Regions from separate parts of the Zea mays genome. Here regions 1, 2 and 4 are each linked to region 3. The links are chromatin contacts, called in public Hi-C maps. All regions are on one chromosome and are shown on one strand. The core of a region is the stretch at or near the end of the contact, and the rest is flanking DNA. Distances in the headings are between cores, read along the strand shown.

The links. A called contact is a pair of places that touch in the nucleus more often than the background predicts.
Region 1: a contact with region 3 is called in a Hi-C map of an unstated tissue, with 2.9 times the contacts expected there. The contact joins the promoter of LOC100280396 here to the promoter of LOC100502303 in region 3. A contact is called at or near these places in 5 of 25 Hi-C or Micro-C datasets (ear, endosperm, leaf and 2 more).
Region 2: a Hi-C map of tassel shows a contact between it and region 3, with 2.5 times the contacts expected there. The contact joins the promoter of LOC100282032 here to the promoter of LOC100502303 in region 3. A contact is called at or near these places in 4 of 25 Hi-C or Micro-C datasets (ear, leaf and tassel).
Region 4: a contact with region 3 is called in a Hi-C map of ear, with 2.4 times the contacts expected there. The contact joins the enhancer-like site here to the promoter of LOC100502303 in region 3. A contact is called at or near these places in 3 of 25 Hi-C or Micro-C datasets (bundle sheath, ear and leaf).

The regions. Positions count from the first base shown.
Region 1 is chr3:143,459,931-143,464,693 of Zm-B73-REFERENCE-NAM-5.0, reverse strand. LOC100280396 reads left to right here and starts at 3,498. Exons shown (of 25, transcript NM_001348338.1): 1 at 3,498-3,896. The coding sequence starts at 3,579.
Region 2 is chr3:143,113,897-143,118,898 of Zm-B73-REFERENCE-NAM-5.0, reverse strand. LOC100282032 (vacuolar ATP synthase 16 kDa proteolipid subunit) reads right to left here and starts at 3,316. Exons shown (of 3, transcript NM_001317913.1): 1 at 3,002-3,316; 2 at 2,407-2,692; 3 at 393-894. The coding sequence starts at 3,080. The coding sequence ends at 762.
Region 3 is chr3:143,315,577-143,320,277 of Zm-B73-REFERENCE-NAM-5.0, reverse strand. It overlaps LOC100502303, which reads right to left and starts at 2,555. Exons shown (of 26, transcript XM_020549992.1): 1 at 2,083-2,555; 2 at 1-1,927. The coding sequence starts at 2,196.
Region 4 is chr3:143,079,017-143,084,133 of Zm-B73-REFERENCE-NAM-5.0, reverse strand. It overlaps LOC100274607 (beta-galactosidase 15), which reads right to left. Exons shown (of 19, transcript XM_008676212.4): 18 at 2,825-3,167; 19 at 2,227-2,629. The coding sequence ends at 2,486. It also overlaps the pseudogene LOC109945109. Among protein-coding and RNA genes, the nearest start is that of LOC109945110, 27 kb to the left of the region's middle. Within about 2 kb of position 2,188, at least 13 of the 20 cell types and tissues checked have an H3K27ac peak or open chromatin away from gene starts, as enhancers often do. A contact at or near this core is called in ear, where this site is marked.

The DNA of each region.
Region 1 (4,763 bases), core at 2,249-4,748, 140 kb before region 3:
GACATCACCGTAAGCTGCCATTCTCCGTAGCCAACTTGGTTGATGCTCCCATCGTGGGTAAGTCCCCTACCCTCGTGTTCGCTCGTGTCCCTTCTTCATTTTAACTCAGTTCGCGTGCCGATTGTGCGCTGGGAGTGCCAGGTTGGCCTGCGCCGGCGGCTGCGCCACCGCGCTTGTGCCTTGTGCATCGGGAGGATGGGGACGAGTTGTGTGCCATTGATCGTGGCATCAACGGCCACGATTAGAACCGCATACCGGTTCGGCCGGATCCGATTGGGGCCGTCAGATTAAAATCTGGTGAACCAGAGCATACCAATTCGTGACCTGTTTTGAGTCGTTGGTCTTCGATCCATCGACTGTGATGCATGCGACAGAATTATAAATGGGGGCGTAGCTGGTGCCGTTGATCTCGGGTTTGACGGCTCGGATTGGTTCACACGTATTGATCCGGCCAAACCAATCTAGATCGTATCTGGTGCGCGCGTTTCTAATCGGACGGATGATAACCCACGATACCCCTTCGGACACCACTCTTTGCATAAGAGTCCTCTCGGTTTTGGTGAATTAACACGCCGTCCCATTACCATTGAGGAATATCTAAAACTGGTCCGATTTTCTTACACGTTAGCCCCTGAACTCTTAACTATTAGTGGCCGCCACCCTTAGTTGCGACAAAACAGGGAAATGGATTATAAAATATATGGAAAGTGATTTATAATGTAGAAACAATTCTAGAAAACTTTATAAATCCACAATTTCTTTGTTTCAACTCCAAATCAACCCATTCCAGTTGCATTAACTTCGTAATATTATAACCTACACTTTTGTAACATTATTTTATCATGCAACATGTTGTTAAAATAAATAAATAAATAATTTGTTTAATCCATGTTCATTAAAGTAACTCCTCTAATCTAAAGATTAATGTAACAGGTTAATTCGAACCATCTATAACTTGACTAAAATATCTATAATCAAGTTATAGCTTAGACTAATATTGAATGGGCTATTTCTTTGTGATATTTTCGCACCTGCTGAGTATTAATCAACGTAGAATATATATTTTCACTATTTAATCACCTAATACTTTAGAAAATCATATCTGTATAATCGTAACTTCGAAATTAATAATTCTCGAGCCCACGATCTCGTTACGACATGTAGAATATTATTATGTAGTTTGTGCTTATGTTTTGTGTGTTGTTAATTTTGCCTCTACACTGTTTGTTTGTATTGCTACGAATAACAGTGAGGTCACGAAAATCTGAAGATCATCCTGGTACCTAGAATCTCAAGTCCCAGGTAAGTTGTGCCGTTGATCACTTTTATTTACCCATTTATGTTCTTTATAATTATTTTACCATGCATAGACTTAATTTTGATGGGACCCAATAGATCACCTAGTTTGGCCATCATTACACCTTGTTTATCCTTGAACTTTTGGGTAGTCTTTGCTATTGCTCTATATGGTTTTAGGATTAATATTACATTATGATCATGTTCCAATTATATTGTTGTTTTACTTATTGTTCGTGACAAGATCATTATACTAATTGGAATATCAAGCTTAACTTGAGAAACACGTGCCGCCACAAGGGTGGAATGGGACGCCCTTGGCTGACTAACTAGGAAAGCTAGTTCAAGACTACCTTACCCGAAAGGGCAAGGGCAGTAGGGGAGTAGGGGTGTAGGGAGGTTTCCGGGTTGATTTTGCTGTGATGGCGGTCAGACGGGGGATTACTGCATTGCTCTTCCTAGAACTGTAGCGGGTTTTCGGAAGCTAGTGGAACTTTGTAAAGGCCTCGTAGTGTTACCCTGCCTCGCTTCCTTGGTAGAGGTGTATGGGCCCGTACAACCCCGTGGCAGATGTGTAACATGACTTGTGGGTAAAGGGTACCGCCTATGCAGAGTGTAAAACTGGTATACTAGCCGAGCTCGTGGTCATGAGCAGCTCAAGACTCTTGCATGATTAATTTATGAAATTTAATTCAATTTGTCATTTGCATCGCCTTGTGGTTTACTATTATTTTTGATCTATTATTACTCTGGTTTGGTATCTACTTATACTTAGTAACTGCTAATAAAATTTTGACCAACTTTAAAAGCAATACTCAACTTTAACCATCCTCTTGGGTAAGCCTTATACTTCACATTAGCTCCCACCTGTGGCGAGTTCATGCAAATTATTCTCCACGACTTATCGAGCGATAAATGCATGTGAGCTCACCCTTGCTGTCTCATAACCCCAGGTCAAGAACAGGTACCGCAGGATGAGACACATGAATGATGCTGCGATGAGTTCGTGAGTGGTCTAGGCCGTCGTCTCCCAGTCAACTGTGGTTGCTGGATCGTTGTCTTCGTATGATGTAAATATTTAACTATCTTGTATAGAACTCCTATTATATAGTAAAGATGTGATGTTCGTTTCTGTACCATGATTCATCATATGTGTAAGACTTGGTCCTAGCATACTTGGTGATTATGCTCACGTCTGCGTCCCTAAAACCCGGGTGTGATACTTTTTTGCACTATTTTTGCACGGTGTGGTAGCGTGGGCCCACATTAATTTTTTAATAGATTACTAGGCATGTGCCCGTGCGTTGCTACGAGCCGGGAGAGCGTGGGAGCGGTGCCTAGACTACAAATATAATTATTGTTTATTTCTAAACACTAATGTATGTGTGGTCTGATGGTTAGCCCCAAGTTTATGGAATAGAGAGTGAGTTGGAATGCTCGCTTTGCACTATTTTTTGCGGACGCTAGGTGTGGTGAGGGTGAAGCTGTGTAGCACAAGGTGGCCATATTAGGTTCTTAATAGAGTAGTATATATAAGAGAATCTCCAAGAGGTCCCAGAAAATGACTCCTCAAAGTCAGTCTTAAGGGACATCTAAATAATTAGTGTAGGTAGATTTTAATCATTTCTCCAACAGACCTCTTAAAGCGGCAGATTGTTTCCGGGAAGCCCAAAAAACCCTTTATTTGTAGCTACAAATGAGGGAGTTTTAAGGGTTATAAAAAGTTGGGAGCGCTTTAGAGAAACTGTTAGAGACATGTTTTTGTATTTTTTTTCCAAAAAACTAGATTTAGGGGAGACTTTTGGGGAGCTTTTTAGTGTGTTTGGTTTGTGGAGTCACTCTATACTTCATGAGGTGATGCATCATAAGTTCATTCCATCAATTTTGGTGGAATCAACCCACTCCTCATCTATATACTAATTATTAGCTTATGAGGAATGAGGTGGTGATGGATGAACCCATTCTATTCCACAAACCAAATAAAAAAGTGAGGAGTGAGAAGAAATGGATCACTCCATTCCTCAAACCGAACACACTATTTGTAGATGCTCTAAGTATAGAGAGTGCCCTAAAACCGACGTGTCCAATCAAATTCTTCCTGTTGGGCCGGACCGCCCCACCATACAAGAGTCGGACCTCACGTGCTTCATTCATGGGCCTTCCTTTTTCCTTTTGGACCCTATAGTGGTATTTCTCATTCCAAAACAGGCGTGGCTATGGCTAAACCCTAAACCCGCGACCGCACTGGCCTTTCCTCCCGCCGGCGATCACCGAAGCCAACCATGGCCGCCACCGTCGCCTCCGAGCACTCCATCGATCGCAAGCTCTCCGCGCTCGTGGAGCAAGCTCGGCCGAGCGCGGCGGCCATGCTCGCCGCCGCCGAGGCCGTTGACGCCGTCGCGGAGCTCATCAAGAGGGTGCCACAGCAGCAAGCGACGCCGGAGGCCGCGCGGGGTTTTTTGAGGGACCTGGGACTGGAAACCGAGAAGCTTTCCTTCACCTTCCGTCCGCCGGAGGTGGTGCGTCTCGCCGGGAGCCACGCGGCCGGCGCGGTCGCGAGGCCCGAAGTCGCTGCCGACCTCCTCGTACGCTTGCCAAAGGTATGCGGCGTTCTTCGCATTCGCCTCATCGCCTGCTTGATTCACTCCCAGTAACTTGTTTTGTATTACCGTCAACAGAGGAGTTGTTTATTTTTCATGGGATTCTTTGCCGTGGTTATGCCACTGTGGCAGATGGGCGATGTCCATTCTACATTCCAAATTTCTAGCGTTATGTTTATACCTTTCAGGATTGTCATCTGATAAAGAATGTATGCTTTCCGGTTAAAACAACAATGTCATCGTAGTGGTTACGTTATTGTCCAACGCACAGCTTGTTCGTTAAACATTTTCTTTCTGTTTACTTCAGTTGATATGAAGCCTTTGTTCTTGTTTATTTTTGCTTGGTACAATGTGCCTGCTGTCAAACAAATCCCAGCGGTAGAGGTGCTTATATTCGATTGTACTTCTTATACTCAAATAAACTGAAGGGAAAGTGTTGTTGGGAAGTATGGATTTTCTCTACGTTTACTCTAGGTGACACTAGTTTTCCTTCTTCACAAACATTTAGTTTTATTTGATTGACATATATCTGCTGAGCTATGCTAAATTGTTCAATCAAATCTTCTCAGCAAAATATTGTTTGTTAGAAAGATTATAAGTAGAATAAGTGATGCCTCAATGTTCAATCAAGGTAACTTCCTTTTATCAATCTTTTCTTTTTCCAAAAAGAGTTCTCTCAGCAACTAGTTTGGTACAACTGCTGGTCTGCTGGGGTGACCAGCTTACAAAGACTGGTCCTTAACAAAAGAAATCATCTGAATATCCTATTACAAAAAAGATTCAAATTTCACCAATGTCATTTGAAACAGAATTAACATGTTAGGGCTGTGAAGATGCCTAACATGGAATGCACCATTCAGAATTCAT
Region 2 (5,002 bases), core at 2,067-4,566, 200 kb after region 3:
ATTCCAAATTTCCAATAGACATCTATGGACCTACAAGCAGAACAGTGATCTCATTGAGATGATGGAAACTCAAAGAACATGAATAGTCGTAAATGATTTTGGGCTGGCATCGTAGATTTGTATGTGCTACTGTTGAAACTATGCCAATGAATAGACTGTAAATTTACACTATAAAATTTAAGAACCGAATCGGATTAGAATCAAGCTCTATTTCTATTTATTTTTAACAAAAATCAATTTAGAGCACTAATAAATTGTAAAACATTTGGATCGCGATCCATCCACTCTACTAACACTGATAGGACCACTAAGAACCCGTACCGGCTGCGAGAAACAAACACTAGTTCATGAGCCACGCATATTACCAATATTCATAGAACAGAGAACAGAATACGAAAGAGTATTTTACCAAAAATGTCTTAAGTTCCAATTGCGTTGCATGCACTCGCTTATTCACCACATTACACCAACGTCCCAGCCCCAGCCCCGACCCAAGCAAAAACTGTGCATAAATAAGCATCAACCGCAACCCACCCCCCACCACGACAGGGAAAAGAATGGCACAAGGGTAAAAGTCATCCCTTGGCTACACAGCCTTTCTTGTTTTCTCGACTCAACAGAAGATGGAAAACTAGACAGCATAAAAGTAAGCCTCTCAAAGAGTCAAAGTGCTCCAGCTTCTTGTCTCATGGATATAGAACATGACCCAGCTACGACCAGGCAACTGTCGGCGGCACGGTGTTGACATCTGAAACGTGCCTCTAATCTGCGCGGGACTGGCCGGCACGAGACGAGAGGATAATGCCGACGATGAGACCATAGAGGGCAAGTGCTTCAGCAAAAATAAGGATGAGGATCATGCCAACAAACAACTTCGGCTGCTGAGCGTTCGCCCTGCACAAAAGAACAAGTGTTAGGACGGAGAGATGTTGCGGTCTAGAGTAGACAGGTTCCAGTTGATAATATAATTTTCGAACTAGGACAACTCTTTGAATGGCATGTGGAACACTCAAATGACTTCAACATTTGGAAGCCACACAAAAAGAAGCAAATAGCCTGTTGGTGCACACAAGACATTTTGACCTGAAGTAATATTACCAACACCCAATCCTACAAACAGCATATTTCCAATTCAATACAGTATTTGAAAACAATCTACTGCATGCAGATATAAAATTAGTTGCAAACCCCTTTCAAACACCACCAGACCAACTGAGTGAATTATGTCGTCAACTAAAAGCATCGAGAGCAACTAGGTACCAAGCACCAACCTTCTCTGGGGTTCAAACATGCTATACAGGAAATTAGCAGAGTTAATGCAAGTGGTCTCAGATATGAATGCATGCCAGATAGGAAATCCTACTGGATATAAAACATGAGGTCCATGACTGGTAGGATCTGGGATCCTACCGCGGCTAGGTAGGTTGTACGGAAGGAGATCGATGGCCGGGACTTGTACCCCGATGGCGCACATGAGTTGTGGTCGCGCACAAGGAGCAGGCAGGAGAGAGACACATGGGAGATGGGCCTTGCTTGATTAGATTGATACATCTCTCCTTATATAAAGAGGCTTTACTTATCCACTAAACAAGCGAACCTTATTTTTATAACTCGGCTAGAGGCCCTTTATAAGAAAGGAAAATCCTGGACATTTCGCCCCTAACTTCCTGCATGGTCTAGCCACTGACGTGGCCCTGACAGCTATATAGCTGACATCGGTAATAACAGAGACAAACATAGTTGAAAGTACATAATACATCAACAAATGCATCCCTTTATATTTTTCCTCTTTATATTCTTTTTCCGATATAAGATGTGTTTTGTAAGTTAAACTAACATGAAGCGATATATAACTATAAACTAAATTTCTAGAGGAAACAATGGTTACCAATAAGAAACAGGATAGCTTCCTGATTTGATTGCTATGGTAGTCATGACATTAATAGTGGACCACTATGAACAGCATAGACAAGCTAGCATAGGTTCAACTTCAGCTTATCAACGAACTAGCTATAAAGTATAAACACCTCAAATAAGCTTGGTTTATGTCAATGGTGCGATAAAATATGGTGTTTGCCTTTAAAAGTCATGTCCAATTTTACCATTATCAAAATTCTTAACTAGAAAGTGGTCAAGGTATAAATATGCAAAAGGTCAAGTGAGATTTGAGGCATATGAAATAACTCCTATTTAATCCAGAGCCCCAGACAACATTTCAGATGTAAATGTAATATTCACTTGACCTTTTTAAAAAATCAAGTATTTCAATAGAAGAGAAACTCGTCTACAAACACGTATTGACAACATGGAGGTTTAGAAGTGCCTGCCATTACTACTGCATTTACCAACATATTATCAGCCAAACCATCAAAGCATATCACAATATGATAAAGCAATTGTCTTCACCTGACACCAGCATCACCAACGATGCCAATGGCCATGCCTGCAGCAAGCCCAGCAAGACCACAGGCAAGGCCAGACGACAGGTGGGCATAGCCGTCAAAGAGGTAGTATGGCTTGGCCTTGGGGTTGATCCCAGTGCTGATGATGACGGCGATGATGAGGCCGTAGATACCGAGCACACCAGCCATGACCACGGGCACGATGGACTTCATGACGAGCTCTGGGCGCATGACACCCATGGACGCCACGCCGACGCCACTCTTGGCTGTCCCGTACGCCGCCCCCATGCCTGCGAGCCACACACATACACAGAGGGAGATCATGTCATTCACCACCAAAAATTTCGCCCTCACACGTCCCAGCCACATGGATCCAACCCAAATTCTCTCAATTGATGTTCCATTTATTTCTCAAAACATATCAAATAACACAATGGTCTGGCGCGCGTCAAGTATCGCACCGCCAATCTCTGAATCGTGGCAGATCGGACTACGGAGCAAAGGACGGGATCGGCTCCAACCTTTTCCCCACTCAAATTCGGAAAGAAACAATGCAACCGAAAGTATAACACGTGAGGACGAGGAGGCGGCGCACGTACATGAGAAGACGAGCGCAGCGGAGGCGCCAAGGAAGCCGAAGAAAGGGGCGGTCTCATCGCCGCTGAACGCCGACGACATCTCCCCCTTACTGCTGCCGCTACCAGTGCTACCGCGGCTTCCTCTTTGTTATGGTCACCGGCGCGAGCGCTCGAGGTTTCGCACCACTGCTCGGGATTGGCCTTGCCGATCTGATCTGAAGAGCGCGTGGGTGCCAGGGTAGGGTGGGGTGGGGAAGAAGGCGAGAGGGACACGGCGCTGCGACGTGGGGCGGGACAAGTACTGTTTTACCCTGCCACCGGGGAGGGGCATCTGTGTGTGTGGAAAAATAGAAAGGATGAAAGAGTATAATACATTTTGAGTTATTAAACTTGTTAGATCCAAACTTTTAAAATGTGTTAGTTCAGTTATTAATCGTTGTTTGGTCTTAGTTAGATCTAAACAGGTCGTGATTAACATATAGACCCGTATGAGCATCTGTATCTCCTTTCTCTCATTTTTTCGGTTCTCTTTCACCGATGCACATGTTGATATGTGGGGTTCATATATTAACCACGAGCCGTTTGGACTTAACTGAGATCCTAGAGATTAAGAAACGTACCGACACAATTTTAAAAGTTTGTGGAACAGAATAACGCAGAGCAACAAGTTTAAGGACCAGATGTATTTTACTGAAGATGAAACTAGATGAAAAAAATACGAACATATTACAAATTTCGAATACGGATACTTAGATTTCGAATATAGATAATTATATTTTTTTACTAAGATTTAGAGTGGAATACATATTGTGCCAGGTGCATCGGATATTAAAATCTATTTTATAACATATAAGAAATCTATTTTTTGAGATTTTTCAATTTGGGTACAATAGGAATATTAGATGTCCGCTAGATACGTCATGTTTTCATTACATTAATATATAGAGTTAAAGGGTGTTTGTTTAAAATTATAATCTGACCAGATAATATCATAATATAATCCAACAAATTTTAAACTAACATTTATTCAAAATTTGTTGGATTATATAATCTAGACATATTATAATCTCAAACAAACAGCCCTTAGGTAAATATGTGACGTGAATGTAAAAAAGATGAAAAATCAAGAGTAATTTGGTTCACATTCAACTTAGTCCTCTTAGATTTTAGCTAAAATAGGGGAAAGCACATTTGTTGTTAGGTAAAATGGGTGTTTAGTATATATTGTGTGGTCTCTATTGTATTAAATCACCGTTTTTTCTAGTTACACGGTTTCCATTGCCCCGTCCCTCATATTTAAATAGTAAAAATAATAAGAATTATGCATAAATTGGAGACTTAAACCATGGTTGTTAACTTTAAACTCATATTCACATTCATCTAGCCATCAGAGCACACATATTTTATATTCAAATATAATTGAAAATCATAGCAATGTACGGGCACTTTGCTAAGAGATAAGTAGACAACCTATATCATTATATTTTACATCACGTCTATTGGTGGTTGTAGGGTGAGAAGTTTTGACTTTCATAGGACCATGTAAAATAACATGAGAGATAAGTTAATAGTACCCCCTTCTACCCTTTGAATTATTTCTAATATTTAATTAACTCACTACATTCCTACATTTAAATAGTAAAAAAACTAAAATTATGTATAAATTGGGATTTGAATTGAACCGTAGTTGTTGGCTCCAACCTCACATTCACACTCAACTAATCAATAAAGCATACATATCTTTATATTTTATACTTTATACTTATAATAAAAATTATAAACCGTAATAAGGTACGAGCACTTTGCTAGTTTAACTTAAATGGTTTAGTAAGCTCTTTTGGATTTTAAAAGCGAAGTTCTACGGTGATCATAATTGTATTTGTTTATTCTCGAGAACACATGTTTATAGAAAACTTATTTCCATGTTGATAATATTTAACTAATAAAAACAAGTATCACATCAATTTTGTAAACCTAGAAGTCACCGTGTTAGTTAGAGAAAACAATAAAAGTAGAAGATAC
Region 3 (4,701 bases), core at 1,306-3,805:
ACCTTCTCTTTGAAGTTGTGCAATTTGATGCCTGCTGCGATCCTTCTGTGTTATCTTTTTCATTAGAGATCTGTGCATTCTGATGCTTCCAGGAAACATTAGCTGAAGATGATATTTCCAGCAAAAACCTACTGCGCTTCCTCAATTTCAAGCCTTCTTCACCAACTTCAATGTGATCCATGCTGACCTCTTCAACTGCATTAAGGGCATGAGATTTGTGTGTTGTCCTCCTCGTAGGATTTTTGAACTTTTTTCCTTCATCATTATTTTGTCCCTCAAGTAGCACTGTAGCGATAGATCTCCTTGATTGCCTAATAGAATCTTTTACTTTCTGTTGCTTCTCACCATCTTGATATTTACCACTTTGCAAGTTCTCATTTCTAGCCATTTTATGGTGATCTTGCTTCTCATTATGCATGTCAGGAAGAACAGACTTCCGTGTTGATCTCCTAACATTCATCTCAGCATTCATTTTGGGTGCTAGAAGTCCACTATTATTCTCAAGCATATCAGGCAGCACAGATTTGCGCGATGATCGCCTAGTAGGTTGCTTCACAACAAATTGTTTATCCACATCTTTGCCCTTACCAATTTGAATTCCTTCACCAACAGCTTTAATATTTTTAACTGGGATTACAGGCTTCCGCGTTAATATCGCTTCATCTGTTTCCATGTTCTTTTCGGCAATGAGACTCTTCTCTTTCTCATGCAATTCTGTGATAACAGATTTACGTCTCAGCCCCCTAGCAGGTCCTTTAGTTGCTGGTTGCTTCGCCACATCTTCACTGTTAGCATATTGAGTCTCTTCAACAATACTTTTGGTATCTTTAACCTGCACAACTGATTTCCTCGTTGATCGCCTAACATGTGCTTCAGGGTTCTTTCCTTCAATTACATCCTTCTCTTTCTCAAGTGCAGCCAAAGCAATAGATTTACGTGTTGACCGTTTAATTGGTTCTTTAACTGCTGGTTGTTTCTCCAAATCTTCAGAATGAGAATTATGGTGTGCCAATGGCTGAGCTGTGCTCGAGTCTTTGGCCAATTTGATGTTTACTGAATTTGCACTATTGGCCTCAGAATAGTTTCTCCGTGACCACCTCAGTAGAGGGGACTTACTGGTAGCAGGAATTTTTTGACCTTTATCCTCCGGAGAAGATGCAACCTGTTGATGCCTACGAGTAGACGGACGCATCTTGTTTTCCAACTGCCTGGTAGTGTGAGTTTCGTCCACGACGCTGTTGTTAACGTGGACAATTTTGTTCCTTAAAGACCTGGTGGCAGGAAAATCACTTCTGGGCACATCTGAAAGCATAGTCAACTCTACAGTTGTTTGTGGATCTCCAGTCTTCCTCCTCTTGTTCTCAACCACAGTGGGTGGCACCACAACAGGTACGATTGAGCGAGACCTTGTAGTCCTAGCTGTTACTTCCACCAGAGCGGACTTCTGCACATCAGACTCAGCTGCATTCTGCCTCCCTCTCTTCTTCTCAACAGCAGGAGGCAATACAGTAGCAGACCACTCCAAATTTGACCTTCTCGTAACTCTAGCCTGAGCGATAACAGCAACGCCCTCGTCATTCTCCTGATTCTTGCGCTTGGGCTTCCTGTCAACAGCAACAGCCTCTCCTGCTTCCTCAGCCTCGGCAGGATTGAACGAATTCCTCCTGGACCGCCTCACTGGGACATCAGCGCCCACATCTGCAGAAATACCGTCTTCAGCAGCAGAATCAGTACCGGCTCGAGCAGACTTCCCCCTTGTCTTGGCAACGACCGGCGACCATATGACCCGAGACCTCAGTCTCCTGGCCTTCCCTACCTCCGCCCCAAAAGTAACCTTCTTGGCCTCGGTGGCACCTCCGCCCGTTTGCTTCAGACACCCCTTCCTCGCCGGCACTCCGGCAACCTCCTCCTCCACAACAGCGGGCCCCTGCGAGAGCAAGGAAGCAAAACCCAACAACAGCGTTAGAAAGAGCAGTAGCCCCCAAACATTTCCATTAAGAAAAAAAACAAATCGAATGTGCGGAGCGTTTCCGCGAGCACTTGGCGGCTCGACGAGGATTACTGCCGTACGGGGGTCCTTACCGAAAGCACGGCGTCGAGACGTCCGACGAGGTCGGCGTTGGTGCCCCCGGCGGGGAGGCCGTGCCGCTTGCAGAGCGCCTGGAGCTCCCGCCGCTTCATCCCCGCGAGATCCATCCCCGCACACCTCCAGCCCCGCGGGAGATCACAAAGGCCTGACCATCTCTCCTGCTCTCTCTCTCTCTTTCTCTCACTCTCTCTCTCTCTCTCAGGCGGCGCGTGTTCGAAATTTCGAATCCCAGTCCCGTCCGTTCGAATTAGTGGGTGGCGCAACGCAACGCGACGCGACACACGCGACGAACTGCTCCCGTACACTGTTCCGCTGGACGGCGAAGCCGAGACAGCGTTTTGTAGGGTTGCCCTGCCTTTCGGGAGGAGAAAGGGGCGCTGGGCGAATTGAAGTGGGAACGCCGGCGGGCGGTGGAGGGGACCCAGGGGGTGCGTGGCGGCTCCTCGGGTGGGGGACCGAGGCCGCGTGCTGCACTGCTGCTAGTTCTTCGAAGATAGCCAAGCGGTAATTCGTACACTGAGCGGTGGGGCCAGCAAGCGTGAGCGCGGTGGAGCCGCCGTGGCGGTGACCGCGGTGCGGAGGCTTGCAGCGGAAGGAGGCGCAGATTTCGAATTTCAGAGTTCCCGCCCACAGGGCGATAGGCAGGTGAGCGGGTGCGTAGGAGCGTACTGCCGTAATGGGAGCGGGAGGCGATATCTAGCTGTTCCACTGCTATGCGGGCCCGTGCAACGGAACGGGACGTTCAGCCTCATGTGTCATTCGCTCAGTTTGGTGGTGCGAGAGTTTTCGTTAACGCTTTTCACCGGTGTGAAACGAGCGGATAAGATAAGGTGGCGCCCTACCATTTCTTTATCTCATCTGACATTTTTAAAATTTACTAAATATTTATCATCTACATTGCCGTATCCTCTACTTTACACGGTCTCTGAATCCGGCTTGTAGAATTCGTATGGTGAACAAAACATTAACAATTTTTCACCTTGGATAATGTGCCGCAAGAAACTATCTCTGGTTATCAAGCACTTGCTGCATTTTTTCTTGCATTTTGTGTGGAACGGATATTCTTGTAATCGAGAGAAACCAAACTGGACCTAAGTTTTAATATAGAGGACTAAGACCATTCTTGGTCATGAGTTTCATACACGGTTTCCAATGCTGCCACATCGACTTTCAACTAGGTAACCGCTGTCATCTCCCATAAAACTCACTTTGTCTCTCTCCTCAAAATTACATTGTCATATCATCATACATAATGATGTGTCACCATATTTAATGAGTATGAAACTCCTGCTAAGAATGGTCTAAGAGCAACTCCAAATCTTTACTACTAATTATGTGCCTATTGTAGGCGTCCACACCACTGGATGGCGCACGGTTCTGCCCCGCGACACCGTGCCCCGCGCCTGTCTCTCTGAAGTCGCCCGCGTCTCCACCCGAGACCCCGACCCACCCCTGCCTCCCCCGCCGCCGTGCTCACGCTCCCCCGCGACAACCGCCGTGCCTGCGCCTCCTCCCCCGCCCGCCCGAGACTCGCCACGCTCCCTCTACGCGCCTGCCTCCTCCTCGGCCCGGATCCCGCCGCCATTGCCTGATATGGAGATGAAGGCGTCGGCCTCCGATGAAACCCTAGCCGCTGTCTTGGACGATGCCCCACACCGTCGGCACCTTCCTCCCCCCTCGCCGCGCCGGCCCTCAATCTGCGTCCGCGACAGGTACCCCTCTGCCCCGGATCGTCGCCCCCGCCCTCGATCCGCGTCCGCGTCCGCGTTGTGGCGTCCGCAGTCACCATGGAAGGCGATTCCGTGCATGGATTGGGTATCCCTCTGCCCCGGAAGGCGATTCCGCAGTCACCATGGAAGGCGATTCCGTCGGTGTCGGCGAGGGCGACTCGCTCCTGCCGCCAACCGCCACGCCGTCGTGCCGGCCAGACTCGTCGTACCGCCCGCCGCCAGCACTGCCCATTCAGGACCAGTGGCCCTCGCCGGGCCATGCGCCACCGTTGGCCTCCTCAGGTGGGCCTTCCTGTAGCGAATCCTCAGATCTGAGGCCGTCGCCGGATCTAGAGGCGTGGACGATTTCTCCGAGTTTGAGATCCATTGACCACAACAAGACCTGAAGGACACTGGTGCTGCCTTCATTCCATCCTAGACGAACCTCGGCCCCCCAGATCAGGTTTGATTCGTAGCTATCCTTGGCTCTGATGACTGCTGGATGCTTGGGCCACTTGCACAGCTGAACCACATGTGCTACGCTTGATTTGGTTTTGGGGTGAGTTAGGGTTTCTGTATCCAGAGAGATAATTGTAACCAATGTTGTTAGTCAACCTCGAGTGTGTTAACCTTGACTTCTTGAACTGTTGTGCACAATATTCATTAGACTTGAACTAATATGTTACTGATTATATGGTTTAGTGAAACACGATGTAGTATATGTTGAGCACAGTTCGCTGACTGAGCCGACAAAATAGTTGGACCTAAACCTTTGCGTGCTGAATTATTTATGCAAATAATTTGCCAAGACTATTTTGAGCTCTGATGATGTTGGCTAAACTTTTACTTATTATTATTTTTTGTAGTTTCTAGGTAAACCTTTTACTTATTTTATCGGGTGTC
Region 4 (5,117 bases), core at 939-3,438, 240 kb after region 3:
CTATATGCTACTTCTCATTCATCCCACATATTAGACGCCATCATCTCCCCAGAGCCACCCACCACCCCTGCCCCTTCAAGCATCATGACATAATCGTCCATCCACATGAAAAAATTGCATATTTTGAGAACCTAAACAATCCAAATAAGCAGTAAGCACAAAAATGAAATCAACCGTAATGGATAAAACAAGGAGGGACCTTATTATCTCGATATGGCTTGCTTTCACACTTCACGAACTCTCGACCAAAGTTGTCGTTCTCCCACCTTTTCGATCTTAGTCTCACGAGCGACTCTGACCTTTCACATTTGGGGCAGCGGATCAGCGACACCGGACCATAACTGGGCCATCCTTGTCCTCCATTAGAGGAGCCGCTTGCCCGCGACATGCGTGAATCCATGCTAGTAAACACAAACAGTTTAGCATTTGAGTTAGCAACAACTGTTATATCGCAACAATGAAAACAAGAAATCTTTGCGCAGATAAGTGATTAGATTACAGTTACACATCCTCTCTTCTCTATTTGCTTATCACTGTCTTTTAGTTTTATATACAATATGAGAATTGTGGTGCAGCTCAGCCCCCCTCACCTAGTGGAATGAGTACCACACATCCTGAAGCAAGAATGCAACAATCTTGCACCCTATGATATATGTATCATTAATCTAAGTACATGTGATTAAAGATGCAAAGTATTGAGCAAGAGGCAAGTTGACGTAGAAAACAACAGGAATATGATGAGCTCTGAAGGTGGAATGAGTACCACACTTCAGATTCACAATACAAACAGCAAGCAAGCTACCTTTCAATACTGAAATGAACCACACACAGTGTCCAATTTTTCGTAGTGTTGTCTGCAAGCTCAGAAACAGCAAGCTTGAGGAGGAGAAAGTGACTTACGTCGCGGGTGGAGTTGGTGCTCGTGCTCCCCAAATCCCGTTCGTCTTCGAAGGGGCGAGTAGCGTGTCGCGGCTTGACTACTCGTCAAGACCTTCACACTGCACAGGCCCGATGTGCTGCCAGTTGTCGGGCGGACGGGGCTGGGCGTAGGGAGCAGGGAGGAGGACGCCGGAGCCTAGGAAGATGGCGCGTAGGGTGTAGGGAGACGGGGCGTGGAGCAGGGCGGCACAGGCATAGAGGAGGCCCACGACGAAGAAGCCCTCCAGGCCTGCTGCGGGCGCTCCTCCACGGTGAAGACGCTCCTCCAGGCCTGCTGCGGCGTCGGAGAAGAAGCTCGTCTGGAGAGGCTGCCGCTTCGTGGATCCGTGGGGGAGCAGGGATGCGGCCTACAGGAGCGTCCTTCTCGGCGATTCGAGGAGGAAGATGGGGCTGGCAGATTTGGATCGGGAGAAGATGAGGCTGGCCGATTTGGATCGAGAGACGCGCCGAGCAGTATCGACGTGGGGAGGAGGCGCGCCGAGCCCCGAGCAAACGACGATGGGGAGGAGGCGAGCTTGGCGGGGGCGTCGGGAGCGCGTCGGTGGGGAACAAGATCGTGGGGAGGGGGGCGCCAAGCCAAGTGCCGCCATCGGTGGGGAGATGAAGGGCGTCGGGAGCGCGTCAGTGGGGAAGAAGATGGTGGGGGAGGGGGGGCGCCAAGCCCAGTGCCACCGGCAGTGGGGTGATGAAGGGCATCGGGTGCCGCCGACGGTGGGAAGCTTGGAGGGGCGTCAGGGCCGACGAGTAAAGATTGAATTTGGGGAATTTTGGATGGAGAGGGGTCGCGGGGCCCACATGCAGGTCACAGTAACGGCATCAGAGTCACGGAAACGATGGCCAAGCAGTGTTATGATATTTTTTTACACGTGGGAGGGTAGAAACGAGGAGTTCCTCAGACTAGGGGCAAAATTGAGCACCTGGTCACAACTAAGGTCACCCATGTAAAAAACCCAAATATAATGGCATGGACAAAAAAAACCTAGAGATCTTTTGTGCTTTAAATATATTACCAAATATTTACCAAAAAATTCAAAAAGAACAAAACCACTCCAGAGTCCAAACCAAAGCAGGAAGATAATTTGAATGGGTTCAAGAGTTAAAAGGTTAAGGTGTCCCATTTTAGAAACGAAACTATGGCAATAATTCGGAATAAATTTTTTCCTTTCCTCTGTCCACGCCGAGCCAGGAGAATGCACATGGGCTCAATCAAAAGGGCATCACCACCACCAGCGGTTGGTCGACCGCCTACAGGTGGAAGAAGTGTCAACAGGGAAACAAAAGTAGACCGAAGTCCAAAGGAATGGCCCTTACAGGAGTAAGCCAGACGGTTCACAGGAATGACCATTTGTAATAAAAGCAACTTTATTCCTTTTCCATCTCATTTCTTTTCAATCCCTCCTCTTCTTTAGATTTACATGTAGGTCACTGTTTACATATAATATGGGTGCAGAGGTATAGGAGACAACGATGCAGGACCATTGTGCACGGCCCTGCAAAGCTGCGGCAACGTCCACCAAGACCTGAGCACCACAATACAGTACCGTGATCATATATCGTATCGAGGTTCTTGGTTAACCGATGGCGGGGAGCACTCGGCTTCAACTGCCAAATCCTTGACGACTTTGCGGCATGGATCTCCGAATACTTCGTTGGTAACACTGATCGCGCATCTGTTCTTGCCTTCGCAGGCCTGGGAATACAGTAAAGTGAGTATTACAGGTTTGATGTCTGGTGGATTTTTCAAATGAAATCATTGCCTTTGTTTATTTGTGTTTCATGGACGCATATACAGGATTAACATGTGCAGAGATAACAGAGGCCAAGTTGCTGAGAACAGATATATGTCTATGTCTACAAGATGCATGTTGGTGCTCGTCAAACTTACCTCTACCACCAAGTCTAGAGTAGTCGATGCATGGCAATTCCCTACAGAGAAGTTCTGGCAACCTCCTGTAGGGGTCCCGTAACTCGCAAATGTAATCTTCGAGATCACATGCCCGTCATCGCACTGCAAGCGAAGCTCTGGTGCTACCGTATTTACTGAGGGGCGACCGTTGGCGGCACGTGACCAGGCAGAAAGGGGAGGATAGTAAGTCTCAGATATTTTTGAGCAGATTGTCTTGGTGTAATGAACCTCCAGCGATATCTGAGATGGGTCTCCCCCTGTTTCCTCGAAGAGTACCAATAGATTGCCTGACTCTTGCAACCATTCGCGTGGTATGTGGTACCTGAAAGGAAACAAAGCGCTTATTAGGTTATATTTCCATATGTGCATTTAAATGTATTATTTAACTTAACGACAAGGTGCCTAACATCTCAGTGATCTGCAAACTCGTAGAGTGCAAACTGACTGTTCTAATACAGAAATACAAAATGATCCTTACTCAAATCTTATAAGGTCTAGAAGAACACATGCTTTGAGTTTTCGAGAAAAAAAATGCTTTGAGGGTTCTACTACCTTTGAACCATGGAAGAGAATCCGGAAAACATGGGCACCAAACAAATGCAAGATGTTTATGTGGCTGAATGCAAGATGTTTATGTGGCTGGCTGGAAGAAATAGATGTTGGACTTCTAATCGGCTTACTAGAAGAGGCCTGCCTCATCCAGACAGATGTTCCCAATGTGATCAAGGTAGTGTTTGGTTCCAGAGCCTATTTGGACGGAATGACTCTATTCTAGATTCTGAGTATGGAATGGCTCCATTCTGTGTTTGGCAATCAGAACAGAGCCGCTCTTTTTTTCTGTTTGGTTCTAGTGTGAAGACTCTATCCTATGTTTGGCACCATATTATTATTATTATTATTATTATTATTATTATATATATATATATATGTCGGTACCCTGAATCAAGGGTACCCTTTACTACAGTATGAAGACGTGGTGCCAGTACGACGATCTCTAGCCGCACGGTAAACAGCGCCCGACCCCACCACGTGGACGGCTCAAGGGGCACCACGTGGCGAGAAAAGATGATACATCCCAGGATGTATTAGTTGGACCGGACCTCCGCGAGGAAGCACCGGACCCCTGTACGCACAACCCGAACCCCCGGTTACGGTCCGGGACTCCCAAGTAAGCATGCCGGATCCCTTGGATGGGGTCCAGATCCCTCTGAATAAGGTCCGGGCCACAACGAGGTCCCGGGACAGGGGATACCCTGGCATAAGCAAGGGACCGGTACTGACACGTGTCAGTCCTTATCCTATGCGCTTGCGCTCCCCGCTCAGGCGGAGACCCGCTGCTGCCGCGTGGCTTGTTGCCCGTGACGTAAGCCAGCGGGCGGGGCCTGACGTAAGGCTTCTAGGCCGCGCGGTCTCTGCATTTATTGCGGAGAGGACGCGCCGCCTGTCCACCCTGCTGACAGGCGATGTGCCCCCTCAGCATTTAATGCGTCCTGTCCACTCCGCTGGCAGGTGGCGCCAGGGCCATCCTACAGACGGCGCGCCTGTTTAGTCCATTGTCAAACAGTGCGCCCGTGCTGCGCGGCGCACTGTGTCCATTATCCCTTATACGAGAAGCTTCCCCTGCACGCCGATACTACGCAGATCTCGGATGTCAGGGCGCAAGAAGATTGCTCGAGCGGTGAACATTAGTAGCTCTAAGTACTACATCCGTTATGTTCCTGGGCCCACATGTTGGGGCTCAGTACCCTTGTACATGCCCCCCTTAGCTATAAAAGGGGAGGGATGCAACGTTACAATGGGGGGGGGGGAGAAAAAGAGGGACCAAACTTAGACAGAGACTCTCAGCTCTCAAGCTTACACAGCAATCCAATACACAGTGGAGTAGGGTATTACGCTCCGGCGGCCCGAACCACTCTAAATCCTCGCGTGTTCATGTGCTCGGTGATCGCTTAGCAAGACAGGCAAAACGCTTAAGCCCCTTCCTCATTTTAGGATTTAGGGCGGGTGCATTCCGCCACCCGGTCGGAGAATTCCCTCTCCGACAATATATATCAAATATAATTATATTAAATATAACCATATATATATTACGTTTGGAAACATGCGTTCTTGTCAAATATTAAATAAATAAATTATATATATATATATAATGCGGGCACAGGAAGCCGTGAGGGGCGTCTGTTTTTTTTGGAGCGCTCGGGTCCGACTGTTTTTTTGGAGCCTAGAGATCCGGCATCTTGAGAGAATATTCCTATATTAGAGCGGCTCCTTT